Regions from separate parts of the Mus musculus genome. Here region 2 is linked to region 1. Evidence: chromatin contacts called from public promoter capture Hi-C data. All regions are on one chromosome and are shown on one strand. Each heading gives the region's core, a stretch centred on a gene start, on an enhancer-like site or on the middle of the called end of the contact. The rest is flanking DNA. Distances are from core to core; before and after follow the strand shown. Region 1 overlaps Gm31615 (a long non-coding RNA gene). Region 2 holds the start of Ston1 (stonin 1).

Region 1 (3,370 bases), core at 818-3,317:
ACTTAACACACACACACACACACACACACACACACACGCACGCACGGCTAAGTACATATGCAATCCCAGCACTATGGGGAGTGGGGATGTCTGGGACTCGCTGGGTCAGATTCAGTGAGAGTCTCTGTTTCAAGGGAACACAAATATCAAGACACAGCAGGACAGCGACGTCTTCTGGCTTCCATGAGTGCACACCTACATACACATATATACCATTCTCACACACAACAGAAGTCATGGGGGGAGGGGTGGGGAAGAGGTAGCTCAGTGGGTAGTCACATTTATGTAAAGAAGGAAGACAGCCTCCTGTGCGCCATGTGCTGAACTAATTCAGTAAGAAAACTTTATACTTCATTACATACATGACCTGGTGGTTTGTCCAGCTGAGGCAAAAGTTGCTGATGGACTCTCTGAATGTTTTTATCACTACCTAAAAGCATATCTATAACCTTACTTGCTTAGCATGTGTGTCCTTATTAAATCCCACTCCATAAAGAAAGGAACACTGCTGTCTCATTCATTATGATAATTGATGCCTGCCACATCACAGGGCATGCAAAATGCTGCATCCATGGAGAAACACAGCTCTCTGAATTCGTCTGAGTGCAGAGACCAAATATGAGAAATGGTAGTTTACCCAGCATCACAGCTCCATTAATTTATGACCTGTTGGAAAAACATGTTTTCCCTTTTTAACAAGTTTCTATTCAAATGTGGAAGAATAGTAATGGAGGTCTCCTGGTGGCTGGCCTGAGGCCCTGTCCCCCCCCATCCCCTGCCCCCTTCACTGTAATACATGAGCAGTTAGCTGGTTGTGAGTCGTTTGCTAATGAAATAATCACTCCCAAGAGTATTAGTTCTTTTTCTCATTGCTCTGGCAACATGCCTATCAGAAAGCCACTTGAGAGATGGTTTTCTTTGGCTTACAGTTGGAAGGGATACGGTCCTCCATGGAACTGGAGGCAACTGGTGTGATCCCTTCCGCTGTCCAGAAGCAGAATAAACAGAAAGGAAGATGGGACTATCAAACCTCAAGGCTCCCTCTAGTGACTCACTTCTTCAGTCTGGCCCCACTTATTAGAGCTTCCACAACCCTCCTTGAACAGCACTCTCAGCTGGGGACTATTGTGCTCAAGCACATGAACCAGTGTCTATGTTGGTATTTCACATTCAAACCTCGGGGGAAGTAACATATCATGCATAGCATGTACTTGTCGGTGCTAAAAGTAACAGTGAATGAAAAGGTTGAACTTGGGAGTAGGGGGATGAAAGTGGGGGGATGGGGATGGGGTATGGGAGTGGAAGGAAGTGGTGGGGGTGGCTCAGCAGCTAGGAGTACTTGCTGCTGGTGCAGAGGACAAAACAACAACAACAACAACAACAACAACAACAACAACCACCTAGACCAAACTGGTAGACTGTCACATGTACCTATAATCCTAGCACCTGGGAGGTTGAGGCAGAAAGATCATGCGCTCGCAGCTAGCTGCACAGCAAGACTGCAAAGGAGTTAAGGGTGAGGGTAGCCACTCATATTCAACATTTCAGAAAAGAGAATGGAAGGAAATTCAAGTGTGATAAGGAAGAGCTAAGCACAGATGTTAAAAAATATATTAAATTCTGTTTTTCCTTTCCCAGCCCCAGCTCCTGGAACAACAACTATGAGACTAGTTAGTCATTATTAAATGCCTAGGCCACAAACTTTGGCTCATCCCTGACTAGCTCTTCATGTTTTTAACCATTTAATCTACTCTATGTTTACCACTTGGTTAGTGACCTCTCCTTCAGTCCCAGCTGCTGCTTCTTCTCCTCAGCGGCTCCCTCTGCGTCTCTCCAGGTTCCTCTCCCTCCTGGTTTTCATCCATCTCTCCTCTGTCTCTGTCTCAATCTTTTCCTCTGTGGGAAATGTGTGACCTTAGAGAACATAAGGCGACCACTGAAAGACCTTGCTAGAATAGCATGCTGGGGACCTTCCGCTAGAAGTTTGTGGAGAACCCTCCCTTCCCAGAATGACCCAGCAAAACAAGCTTTACAAAAGCCCCTGAAAGGCAGGTGCAGATAATGACCTAGAATGTCTCACTTCCCTCTTCTGGGGACGAAGACCTCACCTCACCCAGGGCCATCAATGCTGCCTAGGGAAGGTCATGAAAAGACACTTGCCTCTCTGTAAGGGAGAGTCTAATTACCATTTCTAAAGGGTGGAAAGAGAAGGTCAGCTCAGGCCAACAATGGGCTTAAACCAACTCAAGTTGTTATCAAGGCCTGCCCTTAAACTGTATAAAAAGTGTGTGCTTGGGTTGCCTGTGCCTCAATCGAGGCAGGACAGCCCCTGGCACACCAGATCAATAAACTTCTTGATTATTTCATCAGTCTCCGTTTCTGTGAGTGGGACACCCTGGACATAAGGCTCGTTGGGTCTTACACCTCCATGGCTCTCTTTGAGCTCTTATTATTTCCCAGTCTTCTCTTTCTTTCTGCTAATGTTCCACCTCCTATTCCCTGCCACAGCTCAATGGCCATTGGCATTTTATTGACAGGTGATGCTTCTAAGAGATTCTTTCTATACCCAGAGTGTGGTATTACACTCAGTCTTCACAAGTTTCATTCTACAGATGTCAACACTGAGTACCAGTCGGGTAGGTGGGTTTATCTCAGTGTTTTCCCAGCAACTAGGTTCTGAGACTATGTATATCTCATTCTAAAGTCTGTACCCTTCTACATAGTTTACTAATTACTTGTAATCAAGAACTTGATAAATATAGATTATTATATTGCCTACATCTTTCATTTAATTGGTATCATCAGTCTTAGAACTATTCTAATATTTATAGCAATTAAGAATGTTCTTGCCGCCCTTATAACAAATCCATAATTTTCCTCACAGCTAGCTGCTCTTGGCTAGACCCTGTTGGAAGTTAGAACATGAAGAGCTAAAAGGCAAGATATTTGAAGTTTTCCACCAGAGTTGGCAAGATGGCTTATTGGGTTAAGGTGCCTGCTGCCAGGCCTGAGAGAGAGAACTGACTCCCACAAATTATGCTCTGACCTCCGTGTGGGCACCGAGGCTCATGGATGTGCATACTATTGCTATTTTAAAAGAGAATATTTGCTTACTCATGTATCAATTCTACAACTTCTTCTGGTACCCTTTTGCTGATGGTAGACAGAAAAAAAAGAGGTGCATAAACTCAGAAAGGCCACCGCTTGAAGTGGGACATCACACATCACCAGATAAGCTTGGTCCGAGGTTGCTTATTATCTTGTGTATTGGTTGGTACACCCTCCATTGTCCTTGCTTTGAAACAACTATGTCAAAAACACCTCTCCATTTCTGTAGACTGGGCTGTCTGGCGTGTCTTTTTCAAGGGAG
Region 2 (3,379 bases), core at 801-3,300, 280 kb before region 1:
CTACCCTGTTCTAAAGGGTGGGCTAGAAACAGAATAGGCTACAGCAAAGCTAAAAAAAAAAAAGATACATTATTCTTTCTGCCAGTTAAGAAATCAAACTCTTGTACTACAGAGATAACCACAAATAAGGAGATGGCTCAGTGGGAAAAGTGCTCACCATGCAAGCATAAGGTCCTGAGTTTGAATCCCCAGAACACAAATAAAGCCAGGCACAGCAGAAAGGAGAGAGACAGAGAGAGACAGAGACAGAGACAGAAAGAGACAGAGACAGAAAGAGACAGAGACAGAAAGAGACAGAGACAGAGACAAAAAGAGACAGAGACCGAAAGAGACAGAGACAGAAAGAGACAGAGACAGAAAGAGACAGAGACAGAGAAACAGAGAGAGACACAGAGAGAGATAGAGAGAGTAAGTGTGGGTGCGTGTGTGTGTGTGTCTGTGTGTGTGTGTGTGTGTGTGTGTGTATGTGTGTGTGTGTTCCCAGCATGCCTATGGCCAGTGGAAGCTCAATAATCAGCTAACACGGCCTGGTATACACAGAAGCAAATGAGAGACCCTACCTCAAACTGGGTGGAAGTCGAGGACCACCCAGGTTATTCTCCAGCCTCCACACTTAAAACAGGGCACTGACACCAGCACTCACATAGATAAACATGTAGGCATGCACACATGCACCATACATACAACCCACACACAAGATAAAAGCAACAATACCTTACCTTCAACAATAACATTATCACATGCCTTGCAGGTTCGAAGCTCTACTATGAAACATCATCTCTAAGACTATCCCAGGATAAACTTTCAAGTCAGAGGGAAACACTGCCTGTTCTTTCAGTCAGCTTTATCAAGCAGAGATCCTGTCTCATTTGTAAAGACATTTTCTACTTTTTCTACAAAAATCCGGCAAAAAGTACAGAACTCCATACATTGTTGATAAAATAACCTCAAGTGGACTTTTCTCCTTTTTCTAAAAGCTCTAAGCACACACACACACACACACACACACACACACATGCAGTTCAAAGAGTCATTGAATTTTAGCATTAAGAAGAAAGTGCGACTAACAAAACATTTACCAACAACTCTTGTCTAACAGCTGCACATAGGTCTCGTCTTGTTTAACACCCGGCGCTTCAGAGGAGTCAGAGAGGTTAAACTACTTGCCAAAAGTCACGCAGCTCGCAAGAGGCAGAACCTGGCTGAAACCAGGTCTGTTAGATGCCAAAGTCCAATACTCCCAAGATCCCTTTGACCTCCTGGCAGGGAGGTTGTCACTGCCACACCCTTCCTCAAGGAAACAGCTCCCAGCTGCCGAGGTCCCTCCCTAGAGCCAGGAACTAAAGAAGGGTGAGCCTGGAAAGAGTTTGTTTCTCACCTACCACAGGTGTCTTGGACCAACAAGCTTTAGGAAAGGCAAACTCTGGGACAGACACCCCTGCAACACCCCAACCCCCAACCCCAAGAGTCCAGCCACGATCAGGCTAGGCTCACTTCTGAGACTACCTTTATTAACTCAGGCCAACCTGCTTCCTGTCCCTACTTGACTGGCCCTTCAGAGCAGTCTTGGTGCACCAATTGCCCAAATTCTATCTTGCTCCTTACACAGTCCTTCCGTCCCCTCCGCACGGCCCAGGGTCCCTCTATTCTGCTGTTCTTTGCCCTCAGCTCTTCTAGCCCAGCTTCCTTTTCCTTGGCCTTTCCTCAGAAACCATTCAAGGAAGGAATGTACAAAGCTCTACCATCTCCTGAAGATTGTTGAAATCCGACTCGGGGGCCTTCAGCTGGTAAAGCCACATTCCGGATCATTTGTGGCTTTGTCTCCACGTCACTGCCGGTGTGTGGAGAGGAACAGACTCCTTTTACATGGTCCCTAATGTATACTCCTCCATACATTCCAGATGTTGGGGGAGGACAGACGCTGAAGCCGTCCATCCCTGGAAGCTATCAGCTGTACCCCATTGTCATGGTCAGGCAGACTCCCGCTTCAGCCTCTGGGCTCTTACCAAGGCTGAACTTCTCTGACTCTGGCTTTTTGCTCTGTAACAATGCTGAACAATCTAAAGAAAGAATGTCTTAGGGTCAATATCCGCTTGGCTTCATTGGCTGCCCTCCCAAATAAGGAACTCTCAGATTCCTGCATTCCAGACTCCTCCAAAGCTACTTTGTAACCAGATGGACCCTGGCTGCCTCAGTGAAGCCTCTCCTGTGTGCTCTGGGAGGGCTGGGACCCTCAGGGTTGGTACTCAGGAAGCCAAGCCCACAGTGAGGGCATTATGAAGAATTCCCCGCCCCCCCCCCTCAAAAAAAATTTGCTGTGATGGTGTGGTGACCAGTCCCAGGGAAGTTTTCCCTTGAAGAGTTTGAAACGAAAACAAAAGGAGCATGTGCGCGCCTTGCCCCCATCTAGGTCACTCCAAGGCCAAGGCAGCACGGGCCGTTTTATGAGCACATATGTTGCGCACCCCATACTATTCAATCACAGATGTGCAATATTTTATTCATGTGACAGGAAATACCATTTGCACAATATTAAACCACAGCCTAGTCTCCCAGCCTCAAAAATTATCAGCTTTGGTCTCAGCTCCATTCCCCAGCCCATCCCTCCCTTGTGGCCATTAGCCTCCCCATTTCCCAACTCTCTTCTAAAGCTTTTTCCTTATCTGTCCACTTCCTCGGTTTGGAGAGTAGTGACAGATGCTCTCTGACCAGACTCCTACCAAGTTCAAAGCCTGCTTCTAAAAGCGTCCCACCAACTGCCCATCAAGACCTGAGAGAATGTGAACAGTGTTTAAGTTTGCATCCTCATTTTAGGATGGCATAGCCTGCACACCCTTCACAGTGCCTGCCTGAGAAAACTCGGGGCTACCTAAAAACTGTGTGTATACACCAGCTCTGGAGACGGGGCCCTGGGCTCCAGGGGAGAGCAGGAGCTGACTCTGATGAAGCTAGAATATAACGATTCAAGGCTTCTATCGACCACCCGCTCCTGCTTTGTCAAGTCCAGCCTCCACTGCGCAAGTTCATCCTCCACTGCGCAAGTCCAGCCTCCACTGCGCAAGTCCAGCCTCCACTGCGCAAGTCCAGCCTCCACTGCGCAAGTCCACACTGAGCGGAGGGTAGCCGAGCTGGTGCTATCGTTCCCTTGCTCTGGTTACAGTCTCTTCTTCCTTCCCCTCACATGTGAGCAGAGAGCAAACCAAACTGCCCCCAAGAAGGGTCTTCACAGGAACAAAACTTTGGAGTTGGGTAGGGCATTATGATTTTAAATGGTATTGTTTGGGGAGGGGGAGGGGAGCTTGTCTGTTTGCTGTTGTATTGTTATCCTGATTCGTTGTGGTGCCAGGGGTAGAACTCATAACCCTACCTATGCTATGTT

Evidence for each region. Promoter capture Hi-C pulls out the DNA fragments that hold promoters and counts their contacts.
Region 2: a contact with region 1 is called in a promoter capture Hi-C map of embryonic stem cells, with 2.7 times the contacts expected there. The contact joins the promoter of Ston1 here to the enhancer-like site in region 1. A contact is called at or near these places in 2 of 39 promoter capture datasets (the C10 cell line and embryonic stem cells), 3 of 484 Hi-C or Micro-C datasets (embryonic fibroblasts, embryonic stem cells and forebrain) and 1 of 9 other capture datasets (embryonic stem cells).

Annotation. Positions count from the first base shown.
Region 1 is chr17:88,345,813-88,349,182 of GRCm38.p6, reverse strand. The region is part of intron 1 of Gm31615 (a long non-coding RNA gene); the gene reads left to right. Among named protein-coding and RNA genes, the nearest start is that of 1700116H05Rik, 40 kb to the right of the region's middle. Within about 2 kb of position 2,067, at least 11 of the 459 cell types and tissues checked have an H3K27ac peak or open chromatin away from gene starts, as enhancers often do. A contact at or near this core is called in embryonic stem cells, where this site is marked.
Region 2 is chr17:88,625,226-88,628,604 of GRCm38.p6, reverse strand. It overlaps Ston1 (stonin 1), which reads right to left and starts at 2,050. Exons shown (of 4, transcript NM_029858.2): 1 at 1,743-2,050. It overlaps Gm31704 (predicted gene, 31704), which reads left to right and starts at 3,106. Exons shown (of 3, transcript NR_166677.1): 1 at 3,106-3,249.